7 separate regions of the Mus musculus genome follow, and regions 2, 3, 4, 5, 6 and 7 are each linked to region 1. A link is a contact called in public HiChIP or PLAC-seq and promoter capture Hi-C data. All regions are on one chromosome and are shown on one strand. The core of a region is the stretch at or near the end of the contact, and the rest is flanking DNA. Distances in the headings are between cores, read along the strand shown.

Region 1 (3,320 bases), core at 325-2,824:
CAGAAAAAAAAGGGCAAAAGTCAGTCACATTCTTCACCAAAATACCACAAAAAAAGTCTCTAGGCCATATACTCACATTCTTCTCTGAAAGCTTTTGAGCCAGGCCCCCACAGTTCAACTCATCCTCAGCACCAATGTCTTCTATGTTCCTACCAGGATGGCCCTTGAAGCCCCACTAAAAGCATTCCACTGCGTTCCAAAACGTCCCCAAATCCACATTCCTCCAAACAAAATCATGGTCAGACCTAGCAAAGCTATACCCCACTCCTGGTACCAATTTCTAGCTTAGTTAGGGTTTCCATTGCTGTGAAGAGACACCATGACTAAGGCAACTCTTATAAGGACAACATTTAAATGGGGCTGGCTTACAGGTTCAGAGGTTCAGTCCATCATGGCAGCATCCAGGCAGGCATGGTGCTGGAGGAGCTGAGTTCTATATATGTCTTTTTCCAGAGGCAAACAGGAAAAGACTGACTCCCAGGCACCTAGAAAGAGGGTCTCAAAGCCCACCTCCACAGTGATACACTTTCTCCAACAAGGCCATACCTACTCCAACTAGCCACACCTCCTCATAGTGCCACTCCCTGGGCCAAGCAGATACAAACCACTACACCATCCTTTCAATCTTTCCTACCAGCTTCCCACCCTCAGCTGAGAACTGACCCAAACCATGTCCACACTCCTACCCCAGCCACCCTAGCCATTTTTTTTTTTTTTTTGAGACAGGGTTTTACTATGTAGGGTTTTACTATGTAGCCCTGGTTGGTCTCAAACTATCTCCGCCTCCCCAGCAGAGATGAAAGATGTGTGCCGCCACACCAGTCCTTTTCTCTTTCTGTTTTAGTGTAGGAAGGTCCCAAGGGAGTTGCTTTTCTTCTCCCACCCCCTGGGTTCCCGAGTGGCACTCAGGCCGTCAGTTTGGTGCCAAGAGCCTTTACTAGGTAAGCCATCTCACGGGTCCTCCCCTAGCTCTCTTCTGGATGTTCTGGACCCCATTCAAACCACTCCTGAAGTCCAATGTCTGCCTAGACATCCCACTGCCTGGCTTGGCCCCACCACAGGCCAAGATCCCCCTGTTTGGGCTCGAATCTGCCCCCAGGAGAGGGCGCTCCTGGGAGGCCTCCCACCCCTGGCTCTGGAACTTGAAGAAGCTGAGAACAGAAAAGGAACTTCGGAGGAGATGGGGAATCATGAATTACCTGATCCCTCCAGGAAGATCTCGCTTCCTTCTTCGGAGCGGGCGCTCCTGGTGGGTGGACCCAAACGCATCCTCGACATAGCGGTGGAGCTCCTGCAAGGGCACACCAGCCTCAGAGAGCGCAAGCCAGCGCACAGAGCGACCAAACAGCACTGCGGCCTCTCTGAGCCTCGACCCTTCAAGGACTACTGGGATATCGCTCACCCCAAAAACACACAATCTGGACCCTGCGGCTTGACTCAGACTCGGTCCCTGGGCAGCTTCTCCGCACCTCGGAACCCCGGCCGGATTGGGGTGGGGTGGGAGGCGAGGTCAAGGTTCTACCTGCTTGAGTGCCTGACCAGTCGCTGTAGCTCCACTCTCACTGTTGTAGTCTGGTTACTGGGGAGACAAGGGGCCAATAAGGCCTGAGGACAGCGGAAGGGGCGGGCAGGAGAGATCAGTGGAAGACTCAGCCAACTTTAGTCTTGGACCCAGAGGAGGCCAGGCCAGAGCAGGGGCAGGCCAGAAGACGGGCCTGAGTGGGCGGGGGCAGGGCTGAGAAGACCCTAGAGAACAGCGGTTCTCAACCAGTGAGTCGCGACCCCGTTGTAGCCTCCAACGACCTTTTCACAAGGAGTCACCAGAGACCATCGGACAACACAGATGTTTGCATTACAATACATAACTGTAGCAAAACTACAGATATTTATGAAGTAGCAACAAAAATAATTTTACGGTAGGGCGGGTAAACACAACATAAAGAACTATATTAAAGGGACGCAGCATTAGAAAGGTTGAGAATCCCCGCCATAGAAAGAGCCAGGGGAGTCAAGGGAGTGGAGGTTAGGAGAGCGGGGAAGGGGAGGAGCATAGGTAGGATCAAGGGCGGAGCCTGGGGAAGATCTCATTGTAAAAGGGGAGGGGAGAAAGTGTAGTACTAAGAGGCGGAGCCAGAGGCTGTTAATAAAAGGAGGAGGGGCTCGGATGCTATAAGGGGCAGGATTGCAAGCAGAGGGTGGCATCAGTCCTGTACAGAGCGTTAACTATAGGGGAGAGATGCTCACGGTCTGTAAGGGGCGGGGACTAGAAGGGAGCGGCCGGCGAGTTTAGTGAGAAGGCGGGGCCTTGGGTTTGGGGGCGGGGCGGGCCCTGTTATTTAAAAAGAGCCAAGCGAGGTGCTGGAGATTGACTTGAATGCCTGGGAGGGACACTCGTGGGGCTCGGGACTATGGGCAGTGGAAACTGAAGGGAAACGTTTAGAAGACTAGACTTTGGGACTAGGCAGGGTCCTTCGGGGTCCAAGAAGTGCGTGCCTTGGACTGGTTATTTGGGAAATTCATGGTTTGGAGGAACGCTCACCACGATCTCAGTTCCTACACAGGTTCACTACGCATGCGCAACCAACGGTTTGGGGCCACGCAGGGCAGAGCCGGAAGTGGGAGTGGGCGGAACCTCCAGCGGTCCCATCTGGCCAAGCTCTTCATCCCACGTGGTCCTCTTGCAAGCGGGCTGTGGACGCCACTGCCTGAAGGCTGGGTGTGCCCGACGCCTGCGGTTTCCTGTGGGAGGAAGTGCTGCGATGCCGCGCTCCTTAGAGGCTTGGGCAGGGGAGATCCCACCACCCCTACCTCTAGTGTCTCCAGATACTTCCACTTCTATTGGGCACTATTGTTGGGGATTCCCTAAACGCCTCCCCTAGGCACCCCAAGTACCGAACTTTTTCAACTCTCAAGGAATATTAAAACATCCCAGCTGGCTTCTCAGCCAGTGGAGCTTCCTTGCTCCTGGTCCACACTCCTCCCAGGCCTGGGATGCAGCCTCCTGTCCCTGCAATCATGGAGAAGTACAAGCTTCCATCCCAGCCCCCCAATTTTGTCCTCAGTGACCCACTCTCTACTCTCTCCAGGGTCAGAGTTAGACTTCCCCTTGTTTCTGTCCCCCTCCTCCATCCATCCTCATTTAAGATTCCAAACTTTAGCTTCCGGACGCACTGGCCTCAAGTCTTTGCCCTTTCTCCAATTACTAGAGCCAGAGTTCCCTCGACTCCACTCGGGGCTCCAAAGCCCGCTCTAAGTTGTACAGTATTACCAGGCACTGCTCTAGATCTAAGCTAGCCGCGATGCTATCCCTCTTTTACAGA
Region 2 (3,320 bases), core at 233-2,732, 1.7 Mb after region 1:
CAGGTACAGAACATCAAATTTAGAGGTCCTCAGATCTCCAGGTGTCAAAGGTCCTGGAGGGGCACTGTGTCCTCAAGGGTGTTTGGAGCCCAGTGCTAAACATCACAGGAGCCTCAGGCCTTCTGCAATGTCAAGGCTACTTGCCTTCAGGGATGGTGGCCAAGCTAACACAATAGAAAAGATTGACAAACACAAAATCCACTAGAGGCTCCAAGTTCCCCAGTCCAGTAGGTCCATAGAGATTCCCTATGGACATGATGTTCTGTCTTGGTTCGTAACCTTGAAAAACACAACCTGCAAAGACACACATCCTTCTGAGGAGCCTGGTGGGAGAACTATGGGGGTTCTACAGAGCAAAATGCAAACAAGCAAAACCCTGCTGAGATTTTATATATATAATATAGGCTTATATACATATATATATTTATATAAATAAATAAATAAATAAATGGAAGGCCCAGTGACTTACTCAGCGAGATTTGAACCACCCTGTGAAAGCTGTCTGGGAGATGATTTAGCAAGGAACACAAAGAGAACAGTAGGATTCCCAAGAGGAAAGAGTTTAATCAAGTGTGATAATGGCACTGACCAGTAAGTAGGCAGAAAAAGATTGGTTTACAGGCAAAGGTGTGGTTAAAATATTTTGGGAGAAATATGTAATTTACTTGAGTAGCTGAACCGAAAATGCTTGTACCATCAGGCCCTACAAGACCATCCTGTAGCCATTGTATTAGTATTCTTGCAGGTGAACAAAGGCCTGGCTCCCTTCCTCCTCGTCTACTCCTACCTGCTGCTCCGAAGCAATCCAGTCCTCCACGTGCACTCACTTCCGCCTTGGTAACTCCGTATCGTGTATCTGCCCCTACACCCCATCCTCCTCCAGCCCTCATGTGTTCTAGGTTGCACAAAATTGCCAAAATCCCACACGGGGGAGGGGCAGTGGTAGAGATTTCCTACGGAGAGAACCTGCAGGTAGCACGGGGCTGTCACTGGGAGGAAAGATTCTATGTCACACACCCCCCTCCCTGTCGCCTAAAAAAAAAAAAAAAACCGGGAAGATGGCGGACAAGACCCGCGACGTGAGCAGCAGAAATGGCGTAGCCCGGCTAAGGCAAGACAAAGGAAGGCCTGGCCCGGCATCCCAAGCTCCACAAACCTGGCGAAAGGCATTGTCCCGAAAGTACCCGCATCCGCCCCTTCGAGAGAAACCCTGGTTCCAGCCCGAGCACGCCCGCGGCCCCAAGCAGCGCCCTTGAGCCCGTCCGCGCGACAGGTACACCCGTGACCAGGCCACGGACACCTCGGGACACGTGCTTCCCAGGGTGCAAAGCAGCACCACCGACTGGAAGGTACCGAGGCCAACACCGTGGAAAAACTCACCGGGACAGACCTCACCTCACACGCGATCGCCACAGGCGCGCGCCACCGCCGCGTGTCCCCATTTATAGCGCGCGCTGCCCGTCAGCCCCACCCATCGCGCTCGCAAGGCCCCGCCTCCAGCGGCTCTTGGGCCCCGCCCTGAGGTAGCCCACACTTACGCCTGAGCCGGGGATCCTGCTTTCACGGTGGCAGAAAGAATAAACGTCTGTTGCCCTTAGGACATTCCTGATCAGGTGATAAGGTACGTTGTTCCCAAAGAGGATGAAGAGAATGAAGAACATATCTGAAAGGTTCTTCCGTTACTTCCGTCAGGCAGCTCTTAGACAGCTCCCAAGGAGAGGGCGGGACGAGAAAGCCCCCCATGGGGTGGGGGTTTGGCCAGAACCGGAAATCCCCCGACTTGCCAGCGCGGCAGGCTAGCTCGTTTTTGCTGCAGAAGCTGGGGTCCGCTAAAAGGGCCCACCCGGCAGTAGTCGCAGCTGCGGCGCGGGAGGCAGGACCAGCACACACTGGCAGACTTTTAGGGAACCATGGGTGTGGTGTAGTTAGAGGGCTGGGTTCTGTGATGTGCGGGCCCGGAGCGGGGACGCTAGGGCGGAAAGGAGGGGAATTCCCTGTGCCAGAAAGAGGGCAGGTTGGGGTCTGGACCCCTGGGTGTGAGGGAGGGTGGGTGGTGTCTGGACCCTTGTGTATGAGGGCGTGAGGCTGGAGGGCTGCACTACTGGGTTTGAATCTGGAGGCTGAGATAAGGACTGCTGGGTCTGAGGAAGGAGGCGGAGGGCTGGAACCCCTAGGTCTTGGGGGATAAGGGTCAGGGTTCTGAATACTTGGATGAGCTCGAAGTGGGTCCTCAACCACAGAAGTCATAGAACATTTTTTTTTTAAAAGTCTGCACCTCATACCAGTTCTCTCTTTCTTCATTTTGCCCTCCAAATAGTCTATGTTACACTCTTCAAGCTCTAGATTCCTTAATGTGACCTGAGTATTCTTTGTTTAGCTGGCCCTCTGCTCATTAGGGCTCTTTCTCATTCCGCTGGGGAGACTGGCCTGGGAACCTAGTGGTCTGAAGTAAAGGGAAAGATTCTTCTCTTAGGTAAACGAGTTTCCATTATTGCTGCTGGCTCACACCAGAGGAAAGTCAATAGTTTGATGAGACAAGGCCTCTCTCTCTAGAACAGGCTGGCCTTGAGCTCAGAAAGCTCCCTGTCTGCTTCTGTGCTTGGCTCCCGTTACCACATTGATGGTTAATATGGTCAACTTCTCCAAATCTGGTATTACCTAGGAAAGAAGCCTTGGAGCATACCTTGTGGAGAGTTATCTAGGTTAGCTTAGCCGCTGACCATGCACAGGTTATCTTAGTTGGGTTAGTTGACCTGGGAAGGCACACCCACTATTGGGGAACCATGGGCTGCATAAATGGAGAAAGCTGAGCACCAGTGTAAATGTCCCTCTGACTGCAGATGCAGTGTGACCAGCAGCCTCCTCAAGCTCCTGCCTCCTTGACCCTCACCTTACCTCTCCATGTGATGAACTGCACTTTGAACTGTGAACCTGTCCCCTTACGTGGCGTTTATCAGGGTGTTTTATCATAGCAACAGAAAAATAAGACACCTTTCTCTTTCCCCATAGCATGGACCCCCTTACCTTCATCTATGGGCACATACATTGCATCTGTCTGCACAGTATTGACACTGTTTATTTGATTACTTGTAGATCTAGTATAAGACAGAGTTGTTACTCTGTTTAAAAATGGACGCATTTGCTTGGGGAATGTGGCTCAGTTGGTAGAGTGCCTGTCCAACATGAAGGAAGCGCTGGGTTCATCCCTAACATTAGACCAGGCATGCTTGTGTCCACCTAGAATGCCAGCAAGAGACTGAGAACTTAGATTCCATCTTGGCTACATAGTGAGTTCCAGACCAACCTGAAATACATGAGAA
Region 3 (3,320 bases), core at 307-2,806, 1.6 Mb after region 1:
ACGGCTGCCATGTCTCCTCTCTGAGCTTCTTTGCTTTTTCCTTGCAAACCCTGGGCCCCTAGATCTTTGGCTCATGAATTGGCAGGACCTGCGGGACTAAAGCTCTGCAGGACTCATGAGCCTGGCATGGTGTGGGTAAGGCATGGCCATCTACTCTCCTGGCATTGGAACCTTCCACTGCCCTCAGCGCCTGCACTCAGGCAGACACCTTGAGAACTCCGGTGCAACCTAAACACAAAAGTCTGATTTTTAAGGCCTTTTACCAAGCTGCTGTAACATTGGTCTTATTCATCAGTTTAACTGAGTACCAACTAGGTGCTAGGAAGTCCTGCTTTGATTTGGGGATACAGAAGTAGCCCCAAAATCTATGCCTTGGTCTGCAAGAGACAGATGTAAATAAACAAGCCCATACTGGTTGGACCATACCTAGAAGAAAAGGGGGCATTTTGAGAAAGCATCTCACATGGTGGGCAGAGCTGAGGCTTCAGTAATGAGAAAGAGCTGAGGGAAGAGTTTGCAGAAGGAGGAAAAGGCTAGGAAGGACAGAGTGGTGATGGAGGGTGAGGGGAGATGAGGTGAGACTGCAGAAAAAACGGTTCTCTCCCAGGCCCCAGCCCTGCAGGCTGCACTGAGGACCGAGGAGACCGCGGTTTGGCTTCTCTCCTGCTTCTGATGGGAAGGTGAGGAGGCAGGGGCGTGGGGAGTAATGTGATCTGATTTATGGTTTGGAAGGATTGCTCTGGCTGCGGCAGGCAAGCAGCCCAGATTGGAGGGGCTCTGTAGAAGGAGGGAGAGTAAGGGGAGGCCACTGCAGTGGTCTAGGCTGGGATAAGGCAGCTTGCAGAGGGTTCTCTACTCACGGCCAGTGCTTGGTTAGTATACATACTGGAGATACCTGCTCTGACTGTCAACCCTTCTCCTCCCTTGATGGGGGAACCACTGGGCTCACTACCACCCCTCCCACCCCAGCATCAACCTGCTCAGGGCCTGGCCTGCAGGAGAATCTTGTAGTTACACCTTTTAAGCAGCACACATGCATGCTGTTCACACATATCCCCACAAGCAGGCACCACATACAAGGGCTGGTAGGGCCAGGACAGGCCATCTGGGTAGAGGATGGGAGAGCCCCGGAGCCTGAGAATGTTAGAAGAGTCCCCTTCATTAGGCTGTGTGGTCAGCGGTGACCACAGGATAATAGCAACCTTAGCATACTCTCTGCAGTGTGCCCCCTCCTCAGGAATGGCCAAGACAGAGAGAAGTGAACAGTCCAAAGCTGGCATCCTATCATAGCCTGCTTTGTTCTGAGAAGACTCCTGGACCAAGGCTGAGGCCTACCAGTACCAAGGATGCCCTGGAAAACTTTCCCCATCTTCCTTTTATCCATATAAGTGCTTGTACTTGCAAAAGGGAGGAAAGAGGGCAGAAGCAGAGGTCTGGAAAGTGGCAAGGGGTGGGTGTGGGTAGACCCAAGGCGGGATCAGGCTTTGGAACGTTGGAGGTTTCCGGCCACAGAGGCAGAGCCTCCTGGAAGCCAATAGGGGCGGGGAGACTCACCAAGAGAAGCTGAGGAGATCAAAAGTTGAGACAGAGCAGATCAGGAGGGAAGGCAGAAGAGAAAGCCTGGCAGAAAGAAGGTCCAAGGGGCTTGTGAGCTGCCCACCAGACTGGGACACTTGCTAGGTCTATACAGCAGTCCTACCCCTGGCATTCTGACCTCTCTACTATTTGGGTGCTGGGAAGCCCAGCTGGATGCAGGCAGCCTGGCTCTTGGGGGCCCTAGTGGTCCCTCAGCTTTTGAGTTTTGGTCATGGAGCCCGAGGTCCTGGGAGGGAGTGGGAGGGAGGCTGGGGAGGTGCCCTGGAGGAGGAGAGAGAGCGGGAGTCACAGATGTTGAAGGTGAGTGTTGGAGGGGCACTGTGGGCTTGAGATGAAGTGTTCAGATGGGTAAAGAAAAGTAAGGGGGTTTAGATGGAACAATGGGTTCAGAAAAGAGCTGAGAGGGTAGGCGGGAAGGAAACTGACATGCATTCTCTGACCCAGAATCTCCAGGAGGCCCTAGGGCTGCCCACTGGGGTGGGAAATGAGGATAATCTTGCTGAAAACCCTGAAGACAAAGAGGTCTGGGAGACCACAGAGACTCAAGGGGAAGAAGAGGAAGAGGAAATCACCACAGCACCTTCTTCTAGTCCCAACCCTTTCCCCAGCCCTTCTCCCACACCAGAGGACACTGTCACTTACATCTGTGAGTATTCAGAAGCCAGGGTGGCCTGTCTGTCAAGCACTGACCCAACTCGGAGGCCAGACACATCAAAGGGGCCCAAGGTCCCCAGATGTGTCTGCCTGTCAAGAGTTTAACCCACTGAACTTCATAGACATGGTCACACATCCCACAGATCGCCTCATCCAATCCGCTTTTGGGAGTCTGAGGGCCGTGCCCTCCATGTCCTTAGAGCCCTTAATTGTGCCTCTAGTTGTGCCTTCTGTCTTTTCACAGTGGGCCGCTTGGCCAGCCTCGATGCAGGCCTACACCAATTGCACGTCCGTCTGCACGTTTTGGACACCCGTGTGGTTGAGCTGACCCAGGGGCTGCGGCAGCTGCGGGATGCTGCGAGTGACACCCGCGACTCAGTGCAAGCCCTGAAGGAGGTCCAGGACCGTGCTGAGCAGGAGCACGGCCGCTTGGAGGGTGAGTCTCAGCAGCACAAAGAGGGCCTAGGTGGGAGGAGGAGACCCATGGAGGTCTGAAGACCTGGAGAAAACGGGTATCAGGATACCAGAGGGTCCACATAGAACTGGGAGGTGCTGGCACATCTAGAGATGGATTGTGAGGTGGGTGAGACTTTTCTTGCTCCAACCTGTGCCACACCCTGAAAGCCCCACCCATAGTCTGGAACCGCCTACACCCTGGCCACGCCCCCGAAGGCCCTGGCTCCACTTCACTAACACACTACTGCTCTAACGAGGCTCCCCTTGGCCCCACCCTTTTCAACCCTCCAAAGCATTGGCCCTGCCCCTGACAGCCTGGCCAGGCCTCACTGGTCACAGAAGTTCTAATCCCTCCTACTATCCACGCCTCCTCTGTCCTCAGCGCTTTGGCTCCTCCTGATGGTTTTCCACCCCTGAAGGGTTTGTCTCCTTTTAACCACGCCCCCAGCACTCCCGTCTTGGCTTCACTGGTCACCGCGGTTCTAACTTTGACTCCGCCTCTTTTTAGCCCCCGTCGCTATAAAACCGCCCCCTGCAGTCCTGGCTCTGCTTCATTGGTTTCCGGGCCTTAGCTCTTTGGCCCCGCCTTCAGTAAGCCTGCCACCACCTCATTG
Region 4 (3,320 bases), core at 465-2,964, 1.4 Mb after region 1:
CACACACACACACACACACACTCAGAGCCCCTTTTTACTTTTTTAAGACAGGGCCTCACTAAGTTGTCCAGGTTGCCACTTTCAAAGCTCAATTTGGCCTTGAACCTGCAATCCTGTTTCAGCTGCTCAAGTCTTGGGATGACAGGCCTGTACTATTAGGCTTGGCTTTTTTCTATTTTCTCCCTGTCTTTCGTGAACTGAGATAGGATGAGAAAGGATTCAGGTCTCCAAAAATACCACAGTATGTACATGTCCTGTAAGCGTGTACACGTTTCCTGCATGCAGCTGAGGCAGGGCAAGGCCTAGGCTGGGGGAAGGGGTGTTCTGTTCTATGTGAGGTTTGTACTTGGTGGTATTGATTTTCACAAGTTTTCAGGAAGAGGGGCAGAGTGGACAGTGGACTGTGGGACCCTGGGCCGTGGGCCCAGTCTTTGAGCTTTACTTTATCTCTCTGGGACAGAGTACCTGGAAAGCAGAAAGCACTGTGTAAACAGCCACCATCCTGACCCTGTGATGCCACTGAGGGCTGTCCTCCCTCATCTCGCCTGACTTCTGACCTCTGTGAAGTGCCCTGCCATTTTTCTTAGTGAAGAGGTTTGGTGGTGATCTTGGTCCCTGGGTGGCAAAATGGCGGCAGGGAGGTTGGAGGAAGTTGGGACTTAGAGGGGCAGTCACCCGAGGAGCTGCAGGTGTCCATTCTCCTTGTCAGGGCCGGCCAGCAGCAGCAGGTCTGGCAGCTCCAGGGCAGGACTAGAGGCTGCCACCCCCATGGTGACCTTGTTGGCGACTTCTCCAAACCGGGTCACCTGGGGCCAAAGGTTAAGAGGATCGATAGATGGAGAACAGAACTCAACAGGAATCTGATTGGGTCTTGGGGATCTTGACAGAGTGAAAGGTCATGAACTAGGGGAGATGAACAGTAGGTTAGGGATTGGGAATGTGGCTCAGAATATAAGCACACATGCCTAGAATCCCCCGGTGCAGGGCTAGGGTGTGACTAAGGGGTAGAGCTCCTGCTGAATAACGAGTGAAGCCCAGAGTACCAGCCATATTACCTCTAAAAAGGAAAAAAAAAAAAAAAAAAAGGCTTGTGGGCCAAAGATTTTAGGATTAAAGGACAAGAACCATATGTGTACAGTCAAGGAAACTGAGACAAAGGCTTCTGAAGACACAAAAAGCCCAGCGGGCTCAGAGGTGATGTGGATCACTTGGAAAGAACGACAAATGATGGGGGAGATCCGTACATCAACGGGTCGGAGGTCCGGGGCTCCACACCTGCACGAAGTTGCTTTCAAAGATGGGAAAGTCGCGCAGCTGGTCGAACTCGCCGCTCAGGAGGTGGCGTTGGAGGCGCCCAGGGCGGCACGGGGCGTAGGCTGGAGCCAGGGGGCGGTCTGCAGGGGCGAAGCGCGAGCATCCATCCCAGGATGCCAGGTACATGAACTCTGACCGAGGGCGCATGCGGGGCAGCGGCCTCCGCATTGCTGGTCCCATACCTTCCCCGGCTCCCTCTCTAGGGCCAACCCCTCCAGGCAGAAGTCCTTTTGTCACCTTCCATCCCCTCAGAACTGGTCTCACCTGCTCCGCCCCGAGCGGCCTTAAGATCTCGACCGCCCTTCATCGCCACGCCCCGGCCCTGGGGAGGAACGCCGAGTGAAGCCTGGGACAGACAGATAAAGGGTGGGGCCTAGAGCTTGTGACTTTACAATAGGGTGCCCGGCGTTCCGTGACGTCAACGACGTCACTTCTCTCCCAGGTGGTGTCACCGGGAACGTGAGCCCTAGAGACCCGGATGGAGAAATGGCCGCCCTGACTGCGGGAGCAGGCGGACGGGCGCTAGTGCGCAGGCGCGGCGTGCGGCGCAGGCGCGTGAGCCTCAGGATGAACCCTGTGTTTCCTAGCGGGCTGTATGGCTCTCGGTTTTTCTCAACGCTCCCGTATGGTGGCCGCGGGTGCCGGGGTGACCCGGCTGCTAGTGCTCTTGCTGATGGTAGCCGCGGCTCCTAGCAGAGCCCGAGGCAGCGGCTGCCGGGTCGGGGCCTCCGCGCGTGGGGTGAGTGCTAGTGGCCGGGGCGGGGCGGCCTCCTGTGGGCGCTAGATGGACCCCATCATGAATATTCATGAGAGGATGTGGTTTGCTCGGAACCTGAGCTGCGTGGAGTAGTGGTAGCTAGCCTCTCATCTCCGTGCTTGGGAGGCTGAGGCTGGAGGATCAAGGAGTTTGAGGCTAGCTTGGATTGCTTGAGATTGTCTCAAAAATACAAAAATGGGGGTGTGATGGTGCACGCTTTCAATACCCCTATTCGGGAGGCAGAGACAGGTGAATTTCTGAGTTCGAGGCCAGCCTAGGACAAAGGGAGTTCTAGGCCAACCAGGGCTACACAGTGAGACCCTGACTCAATAAGTAATTAATAAAGATATGGCAAGGAAGCAGTGCTCTAGTGCTAGGGTTGGAATCATGTTTCTGAATATGCACGAAGAAGTCAGGTCCTTCAGGAGCCAGAGTGCTGTAGGATGCCTGGCTAGGAGAAGCTTGAAATTAAGACATCTAAGGCTTAGGCCTGGGTGTGGGGTGCAAGGTCACCTTGGGCTACCTAAGGTCCTGTTTCAAAAAAACCCCAAAAATAGGGTGCTGGAGAAATGAGGGCCAAGAGAACTGACTGCTTTTCTGGAGTACCTGGGTTTGCTTTCTGGCACCTACCTAGAGGCTCACGACTGTCTGCTAACTTCAGTTTTTGGGGATTGCACATTCTCTTCTGGCACACCAGGTACCAGGCATGCACACAGGGCACATAGGTACATGCAGCAGATATCCATACACAAAATTAAAAAAAGAAAAATTACAAAGAAATTAAGCTGATGGTGGTGGTGCTCATGTGTAACCCCAAGCGCTCAGCAGACGTAGGCAGGAGGATCATCTCCGGTCTGGATCAGGGAGTGATTTAGTGGGACTCTGCTTCAGAACCGTGGGAAAGAAAGTGTGGATCTAGGATGTGCCAGAGAGAAGTGGGCTTCTTGCCAATGTGAATGGTCAGAGTATTAGCATGTGCAAAGGAAGTGAACTCGTGAATGAAAACCTGAATGACCTGGGGTGGGGGGCAGAGCAAGGTGGTATTTACCTGTAGTAGCAGCACGAAGAGGTGGAGGCAGAAGAATTGTGAATCAGAGGTTAGCTCGGGCTGTGCACTGAGACTCTCAAAACCAAAAAAACCAACAAAAAGATAACGACCCGGGCATTGGACATGAGAATAACAAGCTTTTAGAGTTTTCTTTGGGCTATGGAAATGGACTGTGTCATGAGAGGCAGTCCTGGGCAGAGC
Region 5 (3,320 bases), core at 415-2,914, 1.3 Mb after region 1:
AGTCATCCTCTGTTATGCAGGTAGTCTCACCTCCCCTTAGGCTGAGCAAGCAGAACTGAAGCTGCCTCTGCAACCAGGCCAGTAAAGACAGATGATGACATCACCAGTTGCTGGGTAGATTTAGCCTTGATGGAGTGGATGATATCCGTAGTTGGCAGGTACGGTTGGTTGGCTACAGACACCTGAGCTGTCATGTCCAAATGGACAATAGAGTGCCAGGATGGCAGAGCTGCAGAATGAAACCCTGTCTCCGAAGCAAAGAAGCAGGCCTGCAGCAGTGGCTCAGTGGTTAAGAGCAGAAACTGTTCTTCCAGAGGACCTGGGTTCAATTCCCAGTACCCACAGGACAGCTCAGAATCATCTGTAACTCCAGTTGCAGGAAATTTGACATCCTCTTCTGGCCTCCGACCGCACTGTATGCACACAGTACACATACATATATGCAGGTAAAAAAGCCATACACACACACACACACACACACACACAGAGAGCCATACACTCACACACATACACAAGGAAACAGCAAGTTTAGGAGACTGTTCAAAGCTGAGGCAGACCCAAGTGCTTAAGGGACTATGAAACAACACGAGCTAAGCAGTTGGAAGACAAGGTGGAGTGTATCTATGTGGTGAGGGCTTTGGGGACTTTGGTATTTACTTATCGTTTGTTTGCTGATTTATTTATTTTTGCAGTAAGGTGATGTAAACTTAGTGCTTTATAGCTCAAGTGCCCTATAACTGAGCCACATCTTAAGCCCTCTTTTTGTACTTTGAGACAGGGTCACACTAAGTTTCTCAATCACTTTGTTTAAACCCATGACCTCAACTCATTGCAGTCCTCCTGCCTCAGCCCGGCAATGCTAGCTAGGATGGTAGGTGTGGTCCTCCAGATGAGGTTGGGGTTTTTGCTTTGTTTTCTGAGACAGGGTCTCCTATAATCTAGGCTGGCCTAGAAATCTTTACATAGCTGTAGGATGACCTTGAACTCCTGATCCTCCAACCTCCAGTTCTCCAGGGCTGGAATGATTCTCTGGTGCCATCACTCCTGCTTTGCAAGGTGACTGGGTGGAACCCAGGGCTTCGTGCATGCTAGGCTAACCCTCTACTGAGTCTCCATATAAGGTCTCAATCGCACCAAGTTCAAGGCTTTAGTGAAATTACGTAGTGGAAACGCTTCACACATCTTTGAGCTCAATAAATGATTCTGACCCATCCACCTGCTTTGGGTCTGCTCACGGTCTGCACTCTACAAAAGCAGTTTCTTGGTGTGTGTCCTCACGCCGGCTCCCGGGGGACCCAGGCATTCCGGCCTCCCGCCGCCCCCTACGGGTGCGCACAAAGGCATCCATTCATGCCTGTTTACAAAGCAGCCCATTCACCCTGTCCCCTTGAACCAGCAGCTGCTGGCCGCTCCCCAAGCATCTCTATTGGTGCTTCCTGCTGGCCATCAGGCCCGGGTCCCGCCTACTGCCGCACATTCTCGGCCAGGTTCTTTTCCCACGCCTGGCACGCTTTGCCAACTTCTGATTGGCCTGGCGCGCCAGCCGCTCTTTTTGATTGGGCAGCACTGAGCCCCAGGGGCGAGGTCTGAGCGGGCCGCAGCAAGTGCTGATTGGTCTGTAATGCCTACCTGTGGGTGGGGCCGTCCACTGCAGGCCCCGCCTCCTTTTCTGTCCAGGCCGAGGCCTCTGGACCGCCCTGGGCGCCGGTGAGTGTCCGGGGACCTCCCCCCCGTGGTGCGCCCCAAGGGTTGGCCAGAGCCTGTCAGACCTGGGGAGGCCGGAGCCGGTGGGGTACAGCGGGGGGTCTTGGAGAGGGGTGGGTCAAGACATTCACCCTGGGTGCAAGCGACCCCAGGGTCAGGGAGAGGTAAGGGGAAGGTTGTAGTCACCCAGCCCGGATTCCCACCTTGTGCCAGACAGCCTGGGGTCATCTCTGACAGCGTCACACGGTCTGTTCTGCAGAAGGGGAAACTGAGGCAGTGCTTGGAACGTTGCATGATAGAACACCTGAGTCATGGTCTCCATTCCCCAGCTCTCAGGACTACCGTGTCAGATGTCAGAGGAGGAAAAAGCTGTGGACCAGAGAGAGAGGGGTCGCGACAGGCAGGGACAGGAACAGAGAAGGATGTGTTTGGCTGGGTGTCCCAGTTTGTTTTGATTTGACTTGGTTTAGTTAGTTGTTTTGGTTTTTTGTTTTGTTTTGGTTTTTTGTTTTTTTGTGAGTTTTTTTTGTTTGTTTTTTTTGTGTTTTTTGTTTTTTTTGGAGATAGCTTCTGAACTCACTGTGTAGACCGAGTTGACCTCAACCCCCAACCTTCCTGCCTGAGCCTCTCAAGGGCCGCGATGACAAGAGTGTGCCACCAAGCCTCACAATGGACATGGGCACTTTAATGTATAACTAAACTCCCCTCCAGTGTAGGAGAATGGATTTGAGGTAGGTTTGTGTGGTTTCCATCTCACAGAGAGTGAAGATATAGACTGGACCGAGGTGGGGAACACAGGGACCTGGTGTGCCTGGCCCTGTGGCTTTTTTTTTTTTTTAAACATCATAATAGTAATCAGGAGTTCAAGACCAGCCTCAGCTACATGATGAGTTCCAGGCGAGCCTGGGCTACTTAAGACCCTGTATCTGAAAAACAAAAAACAAAAATAAATTGTTCTGTAAGCCATACCTCTTAACACCTCTTAAGCCACAAGTTTATCGTAGGCATGATCACCCGATGTCTCCTCCTCGATCACCTTCTCGATTGAGGAGAAGACCCAAGCCTGAGGCTGGCATAGCATTTTGACATCATATCTGAGGATTGGGGCATCCCACTTCCAGGGTTCAGGAAACTGAGATTCTAAGAAAGAAAGAAAGAAAGAAAAAAAAAAAAAAAACCACGATAAAACAGAACAGAGACCTGGGTCCTTTTCCTCAAATAATTTTTGTTGATCTCATGAGCCTCAATTCCTAGCGAAGAAAGTGAAGGTTCAGAAGGCTGGAGGGAGATTCGAACCCTAGCATACTTAGTCCGGCTCTGTGCCAGCCCTTCACCTTTGCCCACAGCCGCCCACTTGGCAACAGGTTCTATCTTTGCTGGCTGCTGTGCCAGGCCCCGCCCCCCGCCCAGCCCGGCAGGTGTCAGGAGACGTCAGAACCCGGTCCTGCCTTCCTGACGGGAGAGGCCCCACCTCTTGCTGGACCGCAGAGCCGGCCTCACCTGGGTGCTGGAGAGGATCTGGACTCGGAGGCCTCCCCATCTCTACCGCCAGGCGCCCAGGTAGCCTCGGGATCCGCGGGATAAAGGAGCTATGCCATAGGGCGCTGGGTCGGGAC
Region 6 (3,320 bases), core at 440-2,939, 1.2 Mb after region 1:
GGGCAGGTAAGCGTGGGCTGAATTGCAATGTAAATTGCAAGCAGAGAAAGCCTCTCTCATTTTCTAAGACATTCTAGATGCAAACATGTAGATAAGATACCATAGGAAAAAATATTATACAATTGACTGCAATTTCTGTCTGGCACCTCAACCAACGTTAGAATGTAAACTAGTTGTGCAGAATTTAAAAACATCCATCTTTATGATCTTTAATTTTGAGTATGTGTGTGTTTGCATGTGGGTATGTGTAAAAGGTCTTTGCTACTTTGTGAGTTCTTTTTCCTGCCTTTATTCTCCCCTTCCCATTTCACCCCCTATCCCTAGGTAGGAGAGAAAGAAGGACAGAGGGAGAGAGATCAAGAACTCTGAATCTAATTTCTTCTTTGAGCACAACTACTAACAAACTGCAATACCCCCCCCATCCCCCACCCCCACCAAACAACTCTCACGGTACCCAGTTGAGGCCCTAGTATTTACAGACTCTCTGAGAAGTTCCCAGAATTCCAAACGTCACACAGTTGTAGAAACTATGTGCAGCTGGCAAAATCATGAGCTGCTGGAGCAGGAGGCAAAGCTTAGTCAGCTGCGGAGAAGCAGCCCCATAGCCCCACTCCTGGGATTGAAACAAAAACATATTCTTATATTTCTGTGTTTTTTTTAAAGAAATGAAAATTCCAGAATTTTCACTACAGTTATGTGCATATGAACCCGTGTGAAGGCCAATCCCTAATTCCCTAGAACTAGGGTTACAGGCAGTCATGAACTGGGAACCAACTTGAGTCCTCCGGAAGACAGTAAGCACTCAAATATTGAACCAACTCTCCAGTCCTTAGGCAGGGCTGGATTCTTTTTTTAAAGACAGTGTTTCATGTAGCTTAGGCCGACCTTGAACTTTTGATCCCCCAGCATTTGAAACTTACCCAAGCGTACATCCAGCTTTAATTAAACTGAGGTGCCCATTACTATGTAGTCCATCCTGGGCTGTCCTGGAATTCACTATTCTCAAAAATCCTCCTGACTCAGCCTCCCAAGTGCTAGAACATTGCTGAGTTTAGAGCTACTCCTAGGGGAGGTGGCAGTTCGGGTATATAATACAATAAGTGTCTGTTGCACAGATCCTTGCATACAGTAAGTGCTCGGATCTTGAGTGTTGAGGTCTCCTGTCTAAGGCTGCACATTCAGTTCCGACTACTGATACTCAAGTCGGCTTTTATTATGCACCCATTTGTTTAGTTCATTTATCCTACGTATGACCATCAGCTTGCTACCATCTATGCTCCTGTTGCAGGAACGCAGCACAGCAGAGTACCAAAGGCTAAATTCCACAGGTGTGGGACTAACACTTCCCTAAGTAGCAGAGACTGGACCGGGCCCCACAATCCCAAAGAAACCAGTGACGAGGTACCCGTGGAGGCGGAGGCGGAGTGTCTGACATTCCTCACAGGCTCCGCCCAACACCTTCCCAGCAAAACAGAGGAAGTGGGTGCTCCCCCCACTCCCGCCCCCGAACCCCAGCCTTGGTCGGCCTCCGCCTTCCTCAGGCAGTGACGTCACAGGCTGCCGGGCGAGCGGCTCCTCATCACTGTACTTGTGAAAAAGCCGTGGGCGCCGGGGTTTCTCACGGCCCGGACTCTCACTCCGATCCGGAGCAGAAACTTGGACTCACCTTTACAGTTGCCCCGCAGAAACTTCCGGGGAGGGAGGGTGAAGGAGGGGCTGCGCGCGCATCCCCCACCGGCCGTGCGACAGCAGCGAGCAGACGCGGCCTATTTCCTCTAATACAGGGCATCCGGACAAGCTGTGCCCTGCTGGAAACTCCATTTCCCAGAAGCCTGAGCGACACGCCTGATTAGTCCATCCCCCTAATTGCTCACCGTTATTCGGCCTTCTCTGGGGCGGGCTTTTCCTTCTACTGCGCATGTCTGACGTCAATCTTGATGAAATACGTGACAGCCACCAATCAAAGGTCCTGTTGTCATTTTTAAACTCTCCTTGCTTCTGTGCTCTCTCTGTAATCTCAGTTTTGCCTTCAAACTGTATCTATGGCAACCCGCTGTCACCTCCAAATGGAATTTTCGGGGTGTAGAAGGTGAAAGTAGTCCTATAACAGGGTAGTGGGCCATCCAACCTTGGTGTCACTTAGCCATGAATCTGTTTCCTCTCTACTTCCTAGAGGGCTCAGTGGGTGGAGACCACAGGTGGTGGGTCCTGGAATTTGGCGCGGAGTTACCTGGGTGGGATAAATTTGAGGAGAAGTTTCTGGAACCGGAACTTCCTCGGAGGAATTTCCCCCTGTACTCTGAGGGAGCCCTCCTCATGAGGAGTTGGGTTTTCTTGGGATCCTGGAAAGCATATGTTCTTTGGGTTGCCAGCCATGCTGAGGTACGGAGACACGGAGCCATGCCGAGGTACGGAGACTAAGCCCAGGCGCCCATGGCCTTAGTCCTCTGTGGCCGGGGTGGGAGGCCCTGACAGAATGCTGAACCCTTGAGTGCTCACAGCCGGGCGTAGGCCCGGCTCTTAAGCGGGGGTTTCCTCTCGCGACCAATACCTACAATAATGGCCCAGAGACATCTATTGCTTCAGTTTCGGGGTATCAAACCCCCTCTTGGGCTTCTAAAGGCACTTAGGTGTACACACATAGCACTTTGAAGCAGTCATAAACAAATTTAAAAGGAAAGATTATTTGTATCTATTATTTGAGCATCTCAAATATATACTGTTATGTTCTATTTAAAAAGCCAGGGAAGCCAGGGATATGTTTGGTAGGGCGAGGTATGGTGCTGGGGAAGGGGGTGCCTCTGCGGGCCCATGCTGAGGCATCCCTTCCCCTTGAGGTACCAACCACAGTGGGTATAGTGTAGAATAGAGTTTATTTAGGGCATGGGGAGGGGAGTTGAGAGGTAGTAGAGACAGAGAAAGGTAGGGAGAGGGAGTAGAGGCCGGCCATGAACACGTGTAGAGAGAGGGGAATAGGGCAAGAAGGGACAGAGAAGGAAGAGAGTGTGGGGACTGAGGGGCAAGCAGCCCCTTTTATAGTGAGTCAGGCATACCTGGCTTTTGCCAGGTAACTGTGGAGTGGAGTGTAGAAGAAATGCTAACATTCCTTTGTTTTGGTTTAATTTTAAAAAAGGAAAAATTAGAAAGAGGCAACGGTGAAGCAAAAAATAGGGTCATCATGATCTTTAGCTAACTTTCTGTTGTTATTGGGGCAGTGTGTCTCTGGGAAACCTAAGAAGATGGGGGTGGGGATGTTGGTGAAGTCTTAGGAGAATTGGCTGTGTCCTTGCTGCTCAGGGTCTGTGGAACCAACTGTGGAT
Region 7 (3,320 bases), core at 581-3,080, 1.0 Mb after region 1:
GGCCTACAGAGAGAGTCCCAAGACAGCCTGGGAGCCCTGTCTTAGAATGGGGTGAGGCGGATTTGCCTAGACAGGGTTCCCTGCAAGGCAGGAAGGCAGGGTGCTTGTGAGGCCGAAGCTGCAGGACAGGAGGCAAGCAGTCAGTGTACCCTGGTGAGAAGGTTCCAGGTAAAACTTGATTCCAGGATGATAAGAGGGAGTTAGGACAATGTCCAGAGAAAGAAAACAAAGGAAGGCTGAGCAGAACCGTGGGGACACAGTTATTTCTATAGCTGCCCCAATACCTGCATGGCAGACCCCTCTGGAGGAATGACACAGTCCACACACTGGGTCAGGTCTCCGATGAGTTCTGAGTTCCCCAGGAAGCTGTCGATGAGACAGTAGCTGGCCTGGTAGAGGAAAAGAGGCATCTAGGACCCACGTAGGCCAGATCAGCCCAGAAAAACCTGAGGCCAGCTCCAGGATTAAACAAGCTCTTCAAGAACCCATGGGCTTTCCCTATGCATAGTGGGAATTGTAGTTCCAGACAAATGGGCACGACTTAGGGATCCTAACGTCACTCACATCCCACAGCCTCACCCTCAATTCTTTCTTCAGTCTTTCTACATTCCGGATATTGGTCAGCTCCTCAAGTCCCACAATGAGAACCTAGAAGAATCACATAGGACAGCGGGGTCCTTAATAGGATCTAGTCAGAGAGGACAGTATTTGAATGGGTGTTGAGAGGAAGGCCAGGTCTGGATCCCTGTGTATGAAGGTGGAGGTCGGGCTCCTGGACTCCTAGGTATGAGGGAAGAGGGCTGAGGTCTGGATGTCTGGGTGTGAGAAAAAAATGCAGGTCTGGACTAAGGAGAAGAGGCTGGGGGTGCAGCTCTCTTGAGTTTTGGAGAAAAAAGGGCCCAGTCTCACCATGGCCCCAAACACCATGTGGAGCATTCTTTCCAGCCTCAGCTCAGAGGTGCCCTCCTCAGATGACAGAACAATGAGAGTGATACTGTGGGGAGGAAAGAAGAGAAGCAAGAATGAAGTAGAGGTCAGGCCTGGGAAACGGAGCCAAGCGCTTCAGCGTCTCTGGGCTATTCCTATGCTGCTGGCTACATTCTGCTGGGAACGCAGGGATCAGAGAGGGTGAGTAGCTTATCAAAGATTCCCACAGCCAAGTCACCACTGGCAGGACTCTGGGGTCACCTAAGCCAGGAACCACTGCCCAGATCTTGTTCCCTTGCTCCCGCCAAGGGACCTGTCATGGAAGTTCTTCCACACTACGGTTGTGTCTTCCGTTCTTGCAGAGTTCAGTTGCACATCCAGATTCTGGCCGAACATGTGGACTCCATTGAGAGAGCCGATGACAGAGAAAGGAAGCTGAAGAGTGGGGAAGCATTGAGACCTCACTGTCCCACTTTGCCGTCTCCCCACATCCCCCCAAAGTTCTTCAGGAAACCAGGCTTATTAGTCCCCTAAAGGCTCCGAGCCTCTACTCCCTGCACGGTATGCCATCCCAGCTTCCCAAACCCCTTATTTAGACGAAGGAGTCGAATGCCCCCACCTGTTGACGGGAGGGGGCGCCGCCGCTGCTACTCCGACAAAACAGGGGAACCCCGCTAGAGGCTGCGAGGCACAGCAGATGCACCGGGCTTCCCGGCCCCTCATCCCCCATCTGGAAGCCCGCACCCGACAAGTCACCCCCCTGGAGACTCTCGGTGTGGATCTAGGAGCATGCGGGTAGTGAAAGCAAGTCGGCCTGCCGTTTGGAGCCGCCAGAGGGCGAGAAGCCGGATGGCTAAATTCCTGCCTTCATCAACTCAGCCCCTCCAACAGGATTCTTTTTCCGCCCCGGCCGGAAGTCATCATGACCCTAACAAAGATGGCGACAAGTATTGCTTGCCAAGCGTTCAAGTTGTTCCTGGACAGCTTCACATCTTTTGTATAACGAGAATGAAGAATCTAGTTTGAAGATGGTGATGGTGCTAAGGTGTTGCCTACAAACCTTCATGTGTGCTGTAATTACGTGCTAATTTTTTTTTTTTAAACAACTGGTTGAGGATGGGGACAGTGCTAAGGCACTGCCTGGCAACTGCAGCGTGGCCTTTCATTCCATAGTGGGAAATACCCTGCCCCAGTCAAAGATGGCCGTATGCTCAGGCGTTGCCTAGCAACTACCATTCACAATAATTTCTGTTTCAAAACTCCGAACCGCTGTGCCACCGTCTCCCTCTCATTTTTTCAGAATGGTTTGATCCAGGCAGTGTTGCCTAGTAACCACCAAATGAGATGGTTGTTTTTGTTATTAGTGAAAGGCAGAAGAGAACCTTTTCCAAAATCATGAAAACCACGTAATTTCTGTAACGAATTAATGCCAATGATGGTGTATCGTGTCGAAAGGTAAAACACGGAAAACTTTGTTCCATGCAACAATAGAAGTTAGCACCGAGGTAGCAAGACAGATTTTCACAGATATGATCACTGTACTATCACTTCCAAAGCTTTCTTCCAAAGGATGGCTAGGAGCCAGGGAGATGGCTCAGCACATCCCAGGGCTTGCCATGAAGACCTGAGAAGCTTGTAACCCCTGGAATCTTCATGGTAGAATAGAGAGCTCACTCCACAAAGCTGGCCTCTGTACACATGCCATGGCACACGCACTGTAAGAATCAAAATTTATTTTCTAGTTTAAAATAGTATGGCTATTAAAATAGTATGGCTACAGCTTCGTGTCTTTATTTTCTACTTTCTGGGTGAGTTGCAGCCTTTAGGCCTGGTTGGCCTGGAACTCAGGGTAGCTGTTTGGCCTGGAATGGCGAATGCCAGCCACTCTCTTTTTCTTTGCTTTCCTTTCTTTCTCTTTTGCTTGTTGTTGTTTAGTGTATTTTTGAGGTGTGGTCTCATGTAGCCCATGCAGACCTGGGACTTGCCATGTGTCCTTGAAATTCCGATTCCTTTTTCAACATCTCAGTCTCCTTTCTTTCTTCCTTTCTTTTTTCTTTCTTTCTTCCTTTCTTTTTTTTTTCTAGATTTATTTATTTATTTTATATATACGAGTACACTGTAGCTGTACAGATGGTTGTGAGCCATCATGTGGTTGCTGGGATTTGAACTCAGGACCTTTGGGAGACCAGTCAATGCTCTTAACAGCTGAGTCATCTCTCCAGTCCAGTCCAGCCCCCATCTCAGCCCTTCTAATGTCTTTTTATACTCTGTTTGTTTGTTTGTTTGTTTGGTTTTTGAGACAGGGTTTCTCTGTGTAGCCCTGTCTGTCCTGGAACTCACTCTGTAGACCAGGCTGGCCTCAAACTCAGAAATCCACCTGCCTCTGCCTCAAA

The links. Promoter capture Hi-C pulls out the DNA fragments that hold promoters and counts their contacts. HiChIP or PLAC-seq counts read pairs in DNA pulled down with a chosen protein or histone mark. Capture Hi-C pulls out chosen DNA fragments and counts their contacts.
Region 2: a promoter capture Hi-C map of liver shows a contact between it and region 1, with 6 times the contacts expected there. The contact joins the promoter of 2410002F23Rik here to the promoter of Ccdc114 in region 1. A contact is called at or near these places in 1 of 484 Hi-C or Micro-C datasets (uterus) and 2 of 9 other capture datasets (adipose tissue and liver).
Region 3: a promoter capture Hi-C map of liver shows a contact between it and region 1, with 3 times the contacts expected there. The contact joins the promoter of Clec11a here to the promoter of Ccdc114 in region 1. A contact is called at or near these places in 1 of 39 promoter capture datasets (liver), 1 of 484 Hi-C or Micro-C datasets (uterus) and 1 of 9 other capture datasets (liver).
Region 4: a contact with region 1 is called in a promoter capture Hi-C map of pre-B cells, with 6 times the contacts expected there. The contact joins the promoter of Fam71e1 here to the promoter of Ccdc114 in region 1. A contact is called at or near these places in 4 of 39 promoter capture datasets (cranial neural crest, liver and pre-B cells) and 2 of 9 other capture datasets (adipose tissue and liver).
Region 5: a contact with region 1 is called in a promoter capture Hi-C map of liver, with 7 times the contacts expected there. The contact joins the promoter of Myh14 here to the promoter of Ccdc114 in region 1. A contact is called at or near these places in 2 of 39 promoter capture datasets (hippocampal neurons and liver).
Region 6: a contact with region 1 is called in a promoter capture Hi-C map of adipose tissue, with 2.4 times the contacts expected there. The contact joins the promoter of Vrk3 here to the promoter of Ccdc114 in region 1. A contact is called at or near these places in 4 of 39 promoter capture datasets (cranial neural crest, liver and pre-B cells), 4 of 484 Hi-C or Micro-C datasets (B cells, CD4 T cells and muscle stem cells), 1 of 115 datasets of contacts at active chromatin or transcription factors (thymic regulatory T cells) and 3 of 9 other capture datasets (adipose tissue, liver and pancreatic islet).
Region 7: an H3K27ac HiChIP or PLAC-seq map of thymic regulatory T cells shows a contact between it and region 1, with 6 times the contacts expected there. The contact joins the promoter of Fuz here to the promoter of Ccdc114 in region 1. A contact is called at or near these places in 3 of 39 promoter capture datasets (hematopoietic stem and progenitor cells, liver and pre-B cells), 2 of 115 datasets of contacts at active chromatin or transcription factors (pancreatic cancer cells and thymic regulatory T cells) and 3 of 9 other capture datasets (adipose tissue, liver and macrophages).

What each region holds. Positions count from the first base shown.
Region 1 is chr7:45,922,469-45,925,788 of GRCm38.p6, reverse strand. Ccdc114 (coiled-coil domain containing 114) reads right to left here and starts at 1,574. Exons shown (of 15, transcript NM_001364168.1): 1 at 1,403-1,574; 2 at 1,200-1,291. The coding sequence starts at 1,269.
Region 2 is chr7:44,244,884-44,248,203 of GRCm38.p6, reverse strand. 2410002F23Rik (RIKEN cDNA 2410002F23 gene) reads right to left here and starts at 1,482. Exons shown (of 6, transcript NM_025880.4): 1 at 1,381-1,482. It overlaps LOC115486841 (a small nucleolar RNA gene), which reads right to left and starts at 114; the gene lies at 24-114.
Region 3 is chr7:44,305,195-44,308,514 of GRCm38.p6, reverse strand. It overlaps Clec11a (C-type lectin domain family 11, member a), which reads left to right and starts at 1,556. Exons shown (of 4, transcript NM_009131.3): 1 at 1,556-1,896; 2 at 2,041-2,242; 3 at 2,495-2,686. The coding sequence starts at 1,750.
Region 4 is chr7:44,494,989-44,498,308 of GRCm38.p6, reverse strand. Fam71e1 (family with sequence similarity 71, member E1) reads right to left here and starts at 1,714. Exons shown (of 5, transcript NM_028169.2): 1 at 1,579-1,714; 2 at 1,276-1,394; 3 at 676-806. The coding sequence starts at 1,621. It overlaps Emc10 (ER membrane protein complex subunit 10), which reads left to right and starts at 1,891. Exons shown (of 7, transcript NM_197991.3): 1 at 1,891-2,053. The coding sequence starts at 1,940.
Region 5 is chr7:44,669,187-44,672,506 of GRCm38.p6, reverse strand. Myh14 (myosin, heavy polypeptide 14) reads left to right here and starts at 1,664. Exons shown (of 42, transcript NM_001271540.1): 1 at 1,664-1,707. It overlaps 2310016G11Rik (RIKEN cDNA 2310016G11 gene), which reads right to left. Exons shown (of 5, transcript NR_152106.1): 2 at 3,205-3,308; 3 at 2,674-2,844; 4 at 1,908-2,073.
Region 6 is chr7:44,746,998-44,750,317 of GRCm38.p6, reverse strand. Vrk3 (vaccinia related kinase 3) reads right to left here and starts at 1,689. Exons shown (of 15, transcript NM_133945.1): 1 at 1,667-1,689. It overlaps Zfp473 (zinc finger protein 473), which reads left to right and starts at 1,969. Exons shown (of 5, transcript NM_001289836.1): 1 at 1,969-2,408.
Region 7 is chr7:44,894,589-44,897,908 of GRCm38.p6, reverse strand. Fuz (fuzzy planar cell polarity protein) reads right to left here and starts at 1,830. Exons shown (of 11, transcript NM_027376.3): 1 at 1,547-1,830; 2 at 1,241-1,362; 3 at 910-994; 4 at 580-648; 5 at 285-389. The coding sequence starts at 1,657.